2 separate regions of the Triticum aestivum genome follow, and region 2 is linked to region 1. The links are chromatin contacts, called in public HiCAR-type maps. All regions are on one chromosome and are shown on one strand. The core of a region is the stretch at or near the end of the contact, and the rest is flanking DNA. Distances in the headings are between cores, read along the strand shown. Region 1 holds the start of LOC123046736 (F-box/kelch-repeat protein At5g60570). Region 2 holds the start of LOC123046738 (probable receptor-like protein kinase At1g30570).

Region 1 (4,272 bases), core at 894-3,393:
TCGGCCAAAGACAAGCAGCTGTGTCCCAACAGCAAGTGACTCCTTGTCCGCACAGGAGAAGCAGTCATCACATGGCATTCTTGGGAGCCTCATCCATCGGTTTCGCGACGGATCGAATGCTTCCCAGGGCATAGCGCTACAGGCCAGATACACCCAATGCTCAACAATGCCATATTTCCTCCGCAGCTTGTACAGATATCCACCGTTAACCAATGTATTGAATTTCTTGTTCAGACAAGAGAGTGAGGGATAGTCTGATCTGCTTGTCCAGGCAAGGCAGTCTTGAGCCAGATCATCATGAAGGCCTGGAAGGAAACAATCATTTGATCCATTGGAACTGGAATCACCTCCTGATTGGCTCTTGACAACAGCATTCTGCTTCTCCACTTCCAGTTCATTACTGCCCAAATCTGAACTGTCACAGCAGGGAACAAGTTGCACATTCACAGCTGAGTGTTTCCTTGGCTCCCTCGGGAAGTACTCATTCCTGACCAGAAGAAAGTAAGCCAAGGCGTACTTCTGCCAGGAATTATCCTGCTGACCTAACAGCCTGAAGAGGTGCAGAACCAGAGAACCAGGAACAGCAACAAGGCTTTTGGAGTTGCAATCTTGTAAATCTTCCATTGTTTTCTCTGACTTATCACCGCAGACCCAAGGACACAAAAGTTCAGAGGTTCAAAGGCTGCCCCTGGAAAATATATTGAGATGAAGATCAAAACAATCACAAGGTTATTTGAAACGTTTCACAAATATTCTCGATCAAAAAGAAAAACAGCAGACAATATGTATACTTTCACCACAGCGACCGGTACAGAGTTCAACATCAGATTCATACAGGAACGTTAACTCTTGTTGCTGACTATTTGCACAGAAAATACTTCGATAATTTTATTACAACTTAACAGTATCCAGAATCAAGCAAGGAACTGAACATCAGCAGCGAAAAGGTGAGAAACTGCATCAATCAACAAGACAATGGCCGTATGATTTGTTCTTCAGGAACTCGGACAGCCAATCGACCAAAAAAGCTCATGGTCATGGAGCTCCACAATAAAAAAAAGCCCATGACAATTAGTTACTATTTGCTTCAATAAATGAATGCCGTAAACATTGTACTAACATCCTTTAATGCACGAAGACAAAGGCCACGAAATATGAAATCTCAACAAGCTGCACAACAAAATCGCCGTAGCATACAACCTGGTAGCACATTATACCTACTATCCGTCAGTTCTAGATCCAAGGCATGAGAAACAGTCCAAAATTAACGGTCCGATTTTACAACAGATTCACATAGAACACGCAAACTGATTCTTAGCTTCGCCGAAAGAACATGGAGAAAGACTGAAACTAGAAAATAATCCCAGATTTACAGGATAAACCCGGCTAAAACACCTTCCTATGCCCACCGCAAACCAATCGATGCACCAGTAAAACGGAGCACACGTCCGGTGGCCGTTCGAGCCATGAAAACGATGTAAAAACCACACATTCTGTCGTTCGGAACCATCTCACATCACTAACAGGAAAGGTGACAAAGACATTTCCCCAACCAATTCAGCAGCCACTGTCACCGTCAGACAAAACGGAATTTAAGTTCCTTGGGTACAATGTCACTCATCACTGGACGAGTCATGGCACTTCAGTTGGTAAAGTCCCCCCAAAAGAAAGAAAAAAAAAGCAGATCACTCCGCCCACCTTCCTTCACAGCGCAAACAGAGGAAAGGGAGACGGGAGAAACAGGGCCGAGTCCTCACCTGAGGGAGACGACGCACCGACGGCGAGATCCGGGCGACCGGCGCGCCCCGACCGGCTCCATCCCGGCGCCAGCCACGAGCGGCTCCCAGAACACCTACGAGCACGGCCACAAGGCAAAAGCGGTTACGACTCTGCGACTAACTGCGGCCGGCACCGCCAACCAAACGAGCCCGCACGCCCGGAGCGCGCCGCGGCCAGGAAACGGGGGGAGGAAGAGGAGGGAGAGGCTCACCGGAGACGGCCGGGTGCCCTCGCCGCCGGAGACGTGTGTGGGGCGGAGAGGGGAGGGGGCGCGGGTCGCCGACGAGATATGGGCGGGGCGGGGGGAGGGGGGGAGGCGGTGGGGACCACCGTCAGTGAGACGGGGAGAGCATGGGGAGCCAAGAGATTTGGAAGCGGGTGTGGCTGGGGGAAAGGCGATATATATACGCCCATGTGATGTGCCCCAAGGCCGAAGTGCCAATGGATTAATTGCAAGCTTTGTTTTTTCACTTTGGCCGCCATCTGTCACGCAGTGGGTGCGGTGTACTCGTTTTTAACCTTTACCGCCCTCGGTCGCCACGCCTTAATCCCACTGTTATCTCGAAACCGCCCAACGAAGATTTTTCTTTAAAAGAAAAATTCCCTCCTCCCACACGAGGAGGTAAAAAATCATGAAAAGTAAAAAAAGTTAGAGCAAGATTTTATTACATGGCAAAATTTGTCGATAATGGCCGAGATCTGGGGGCGGATGGGGGGAATGTGGACGCGGTCACCACGCTCAGAGGCGCACGCATGGCGAGCCAGCCCTGCACACAGCAAGTACCACCGCCGCTCTGCAGATCTGGTCTGATCCGCCCGGCCGCCCGCCCTCGGGCTGAGGCTCGGGCGGGCGGGCGCGCTCGCTCTTTTCCGCCTGCCGCTCCCCCTTTTGCTATAATGGAATGTTTTCGGCACAGTGTACTTGCCTCTCTCGGGCTCAGGGCGAGGAAGGGGGCGGGCGGATAGACGGATGGACGGATGGATGGGTCGACGTCCACGGTGAAAAGAATCTCGAGGCCCGAAAGCTACCCACCCCCACCCCTCCCTACCCCCAGGCATGTAGGTAGGCCACGCACGACCGGTTTTCACGCACGTTGAACCCAGCGCAGCGACAGGGTGAAAAGGACGGCGCATTATCCCCGGCTTATTTCTCATCATTTCTCCGTGTCAGCCCACTACGGAAAAGAAAAGGGCCAGGGCCAATGAAACTTACCGTTGGACGACAAAATACGTGACGCACACCATCACTAGGACAAAACCTTTTTTTTTTGTTTGCTTCGGTAAGGTGCCTGGTAATATTTTTTTAGCACTGCGTTGGCACCGAAAATGGTGGCGCTCAGCAGTGCACAGATAAGGAAATGTAGGAGTATTTTAGTGTCAGCTAGGGTGGCAACTGGCACGTATTTTACTCGGCCGCCGGCCAGCCAGGCTGCGCGATCCGGATAAGGACGGCTGTCCTCTCGCGGAGCAGGGGGGCGGCTGGGGTAAGTAAAGTCACCTCACCACCCTCCTCACCGGTAAACGGGAAAGTTACGCGCCATTGGCGGCCTCGTCAAACACAGTGCCTGCTCGCAAGTGGCCACGCCCCCTTTAGGTAGTAGATAGGGTAATTTTTTTAATTAGGCCGTCGCGTTTGACCGCCGGGCAAAGTTACTGCAGCTCCGCTTGACCTGACCTGACCCCTCCCCACGATTTTTGCCCCGTCGTTTCGCAAAGGCCACCAGGCCGGCAGTGGCAGCGCGCGCCGCGGCTGCCTTTTGATGACGTCATGGCATACACAGACAGATAATGTGTAGTACTAGGAAGTACTGCCAGTAATTAAGGGATGATCGCCGAGCCAGAGAACGCATTACCCAGACGGACCATTGATGCCGTTAAAACATCACGAGATTAAGCAAACCCTGCACTGCATATCGCGTGGTCAGAGTCAGACGACCCGTGCAGCTCTAGCTCTGTCTGTCTAGCTCGACGGATGGAGCCTTGCATGCATTCCGCGTGAGCTGGTACGTACGGTACGTGCTACGTTCGTGCAGCAATAATCGGCCAAACCCCGACGGACGGAAACATCCCATCCGTCGATCGACAGCCCGGAGAGTCCTTTCCTTTCTCCTCCCCGATCCATGACCGGGACAACGCAACCGCAAACCTTTGCACGGCCCGAGCGGGGGCTACGCGCGCCTGCACTGTGCAGCGGCCACTGTTGCGGTCGAGGAAACGCGCGGCCGGCCAGATCTGGCTCGCCACCCGCAGCTGACGGTGGAGGAGCCGCTGGCTGCTGCTGCCAGGCCGGCCCGCCGCCGGCGGCCCCAACGCCGGCCACCCGCACAGTGCGGCACGTTGCTCCTGTTGCCGGCAACAGTGGCGTCGCGCTCGACGGATCGGCCGGTCGAACCCAACCAACCAACCAGCCTTTTCGTCGATCCTCTCCGTAGATCTCCATCATGCCACAGTAAAGCCGATCCATAATACACACACTGGGCTGGGCCGGCGGGC
Region 2 (4,272 bases), core at 1,273-3,772, 480 kb before region 1:
GTTGTTTCCCTTGCCGTTTCAGCAATTTTATTGTTTTCTACTCCCTTCAAGTTAGTACAAAGTTGAGTCATCTATTTTGAAACGAAGGAAATACAATTTTAGCTAGGACGGCATCGAATTATCAGAGCAGAGTAGTATTATGGGAGCAAAATGATTGCTCCTTTTGTTTTGCTTTCTGCCTCCTACTAGTACTACTTTTCATGAGAAAACTGCGTGTTTTGCTTAGCAGTTAGCAGCGCGAGTCGCTGCAACTTGCAAGTGACTACTGACTAGTAGTGCTCGCGAAAGGCACCCATCCAGTGTCCCAAACACAACGTCAAGTTGCACATTTTCTACGCCTGCAGACGTACGCCGTGTTTGAATGATTGCCATCGAATCGTTTCAGCAGGAACATAACATGGACCAAAGAAATTCTGCAGCCCCTACATTGGGCTCTGCTTGTTTATTCATGCGGCTAGTTAAACTATTGGTAGCCCTGACACGCGATGCAGGAGCCACATGCCGCAGGCTTATCATCAGCAGGAACTGAGAAACTGCGACAAGGCTTTGTTTCATTGTTTGTTCGTTCTTGCCCAGGCAGGCAGGCAGGCAGCTTCCTCCCTCCTTCCTACCTTTGACCAAAATTATTTTTCTTCTCTTAGTATTCAGTGTATTGCTGCATCATTTGCTCGATGTGATCTGAAGAGTTTGCCAGTCGTTATGTCTTTTCATTTTTAAGATGAAAATGGTGTAGACTTTTTGCTCTGACGATTCCTATAATAAATACAGGGGTTGCCAAGTCTTGCGACTATCTCTACGCTATGCGTCGGCGTCTCCACATTCACGCAAACACTTTTTTTTCGTTGTGACATCAACTAATATTTGTCTACCTTTTCCATCAATCAAACCGAAATGAAGCCCGACTTTTTTCGAGCCATCGGAATCAGCCGATGACAGTCCAACGCACCGATAAATGTTGGTGCATAAGGGCATGTACAATGGTGGCATATGGATACATATGCCTCATAACAAAAAGTAATTTAAGGCGTCTATATTTATTTTTTCTCTCCAATGCAAGTTATCACTAGTGGGCCTCATTAGGAAATAGAAAATAAAGACTCTAGTACACATGCATCTCTACTTTTCACTTCAACCTTTTCAGCTTTTGTCACCGGACCACATTTTTTCTCTTCAAGCACCCGCTTCCCTATCCGAATCTACTTTACGTCATATCCGATCCTACATGGCATGCGAGGCATCACCTTGAGGCTATGCATTGTACATGCCCTAACTGAACGGTTGGTGCTGACACGCATGGTGTGTCGTGTGTGCCCGGAAGAAACATCTGCGTACTGATTTTGCTAGGCGCACGACGGAGACAAGGGGGGGGGGGGGGGAATCATTCAGGCAATCATGCCAAGGATGATGGAAACCTAATTAGGGCAAGGGCGTTATCATTGGTGTTATCTGATGAGCAGCGGCCGCGGAGGCTGGGAACATGGCCATGTGTTGCTCCATGCATCATGTGACCCACCACCATCACCACCCTCGCAGTCGGTCACGGCACCCACAGGCGCCCAATGGCGATGGGTGGAATGTGACTGGATTCTCAGTTCCTCGCCACTCACTCCGGCCCCCACTTTTCAGGGAGAAAAGCAACCGTTTGGCTCGGCTTTTGTTTTTGTGGGGGCGTTTTGCATTTCTTGGGGGATAATTGTTGACTTCCAAGGACCAAACTAGTAGCTTTGCTTTGGATGTAGCTAGTGTAAACAGGTTCTGATAAGTCATTTCTAGCTCGGCAAGTTAACTTCTGGTGTCTTATTGGCTTGGCTAAAGACTTGAGACACAAGTTTGTTTGTCTGTTTACGAGGCTCGGTTTGCGGTCGCAGCGCCTCCCGAGCTGAATATTGAGTAACCTAGTAGTTAGCTACTCTAGAGGACTATTGTTAAATTCACTAAAACTTTTTTGTCATTTAGAGAAAATGTCAAATCTATTAATCAAACCAATAGTACAAGCGCCTCTCAGTAATTAAAAAGTTACATTTCAGTCCCCTATTGTCGACCGTCAATATCCTACAAAAAGGGCCCGTGAGGCGCCGTCGCATTGCCGCACCATCGCCGGAGCCGGTCTATCATTGTTGATCGTAGACGAAAAGTCATCAAGGCAACCGTAACATCTTAGAAAAGAAACCGTCGCCACTGAAAGAGCCACAAAAATAAGACTAAAATCTCCATTATTTCTCACCAGTGTCATCCTAGCACCGGAGGGTGCACCGACTTGACTGAGATGCTGGAATAATACTTTCGTCTAACCATTATATTCAGAAATGCAACGGTGCAAGTTTCTTGAAAAAACAAATTTATACATGCCCTGTAGAAAAATGATTGCTCTAAAAGGAGAAAAAACTTTGCAATGATGGTTTCTTTTCTTTTCTCAGTCTACAGTGTGGAGAATCTGAGATCCAACCCCTCCTCCCTCTACAGTCCACTGTCCCTTTCTTCCCTCTTCCGGTCTTCTTCCTCTTCCCCTCCCTCCCTCCCCTTCCCCCTCCCTCTCCCGAGTCCTCCCGACCTACCCACGCAAGCTCAAGCTCCCCTCAATCCAATGCGGCCCTGAAATCCCTCCACTAGCAGCCCACCACCTCCATCCACCGTGCCCTGTAGCTGCGGCCCTGCCGTAGCTCGGCGTCGCCGGCCCCAGCTCCTCCGCCCCTCACGAGCGTCGCCGCCATCGCCGTTCCCATTCTACCTCACTCGTCGGCGTCTCGGCCCCGCCCGCAGTCTTGGCCATTGGTGGGCTCCTTGCCTTCCGGTGACCAGTTAAGCCCAGCTGAGTTCCACGAGATTTCGGGTGTGCCGGCGCACACCCGGCCGGCGGACCGTCTAGATCCGCCCCTGCCGGACCTGTGAGCGATGCTCCGGATGAGGATACTCGTGCTGGCTTCTGTGAGCATCGTGTTCGCCAACCTGCAGTTCTTGAAGGCTCATGGGAGGGAGCTGTTTCTGAGCTGCGGCTCCAACGCCACCGCCGATGCCGATGGCCGGAGATGGATCGGCGACATGGCCCCTGACCTGAATTTCACTCTGAGCAGCCCGGGGATTGCTGCTCTCTTGGCCGGGAGCACCAATGGGAGTGAAATCATGGCACCGGTGTACCGCTCGGCGCGCTTCTTTACCACGACATCTTGGTATGACATCAGCGTGCTGCCGGGGAACTACTGTGTCAGGCTGCATTTCTTCCCGTCCGCATTCGGGAATTTCAGTGCAAATGGTTCAGTGTTTGATGTCGTCGCCAATGAGTTCAAGCTGGTGTCGAAGTTTAACGTTTCGGAGGAGATTGTTTGGAGAAATTCAGTGAGCAATTCAGCCGCCACTGCGGTTGTCAAGGAGTACTTTCTTGCAGTCAATAGTTCTCGCCTGCAGATCGAGTTTGATCCAAGGCCCGGTTCATTTGCATTTGTTAATGCGATCGAGGTGATGCTCACTCCAGATAATTCCTTCAACAGCACAGTGAACAAAGTTGGTGGTGTGGATGTGCACATTCCTCCTGAATTAAGCGGCCGAGCTATTGAGACCATGTATAGGCTCAACATTGGAGGGCCTGCACTTGCATCTTCACATGATCAGTATCTTTATAGACCATGGTACACTGATGAAGCCTTCATGTTTTCTGCGAATGCTGCTTTGACCGTGTCCAATACGTCAGCCATAAAGTATGTCTCAAGCGGCGACTCCTCAATTGCTCCCATCGGTGTCTATGAGACTGCAAGAATCATGGGCAACAACATGGTCATGGACAAACGGTTCAATGTGACATGGCGGTTCGTTGTCCATCCCAATTTCGATTACATGGTCCGTCTTCATTTTTGCGAGCTTGTCTATGACAAGCCCAGCCAGAGGATCTTCAAGATCTACATCAACAACAAGACAGCTGCTGAGAACTACGATGTGTATGACAAGGCTGGAGGAATTAACAAGGCATATCATGAGGACTACTTTGACAGCTTGCCGCAACAGGTAGACTCACTCTGGCTTCAGCTAGGCCCGGACTCCATGACCAGTGCTTCAGGCACGGATGCACTTCTCAATGGTTTGGAGATATTCAAGATCAGCAGGAGTGGCAACCTTGACTATGTGCTTGGTCATATTGATATGGGCAACAAAAGGGGCCGTTCCAAGGGTCGGAGCAGGTTAGGTTTATGGGAAGAAGTTGGTATTGGCTCAGCCGCTTTTGTGGCACTGGCAAGTGTTGCTCTATTCTCATGGTGCTATGTAAGGAGGAAACGGAAAGCT

The links. HiCAR-type assays count read pairs that join an accessible place to other places.
Region 2: a HiCAR-type map of leaf shows a contact between it and region 1, with 4 times the contacts expected there. The contact joins the promoter of LOC123046738 here to the promoter of LOC123046736 in region 1. A contact is called at or near these places in 1 of 5 Hi-C or Micro-C datasets (leaf) and 1 of 1 datasets of contacts at active chromatin or transcription factors (leaf).

What each region holds. Positions count from the first base shown.
Region 1 is chr2B:689,603,398-689,607,669 of IWGSC CS RefSeq v2.1, reverse strand. It overlaps LOC123046736 (F-box/kelch-repeat protein At5g60570), which reads right to left and starts at 2,143. Exons shown (of 3, transcript XM_044470159.1): 1 at 1,991-2,143; 2 at 1,758-1,852; 3 at 1-688. The coding sequence starts at 624.
Region 2 is chr2B:690,083,693-690,087,964 of IWGSC CS RefSeq v2.1, reverse strand. It overlaps LOC123046738 (probable receptor-like protein kinase At1g30570), which reads left to right and starts at 2,522. Exons shown (of 1, transcript XM_044470162.1): 1 at 2,522-4,272. The coding sequence starts at 2,893.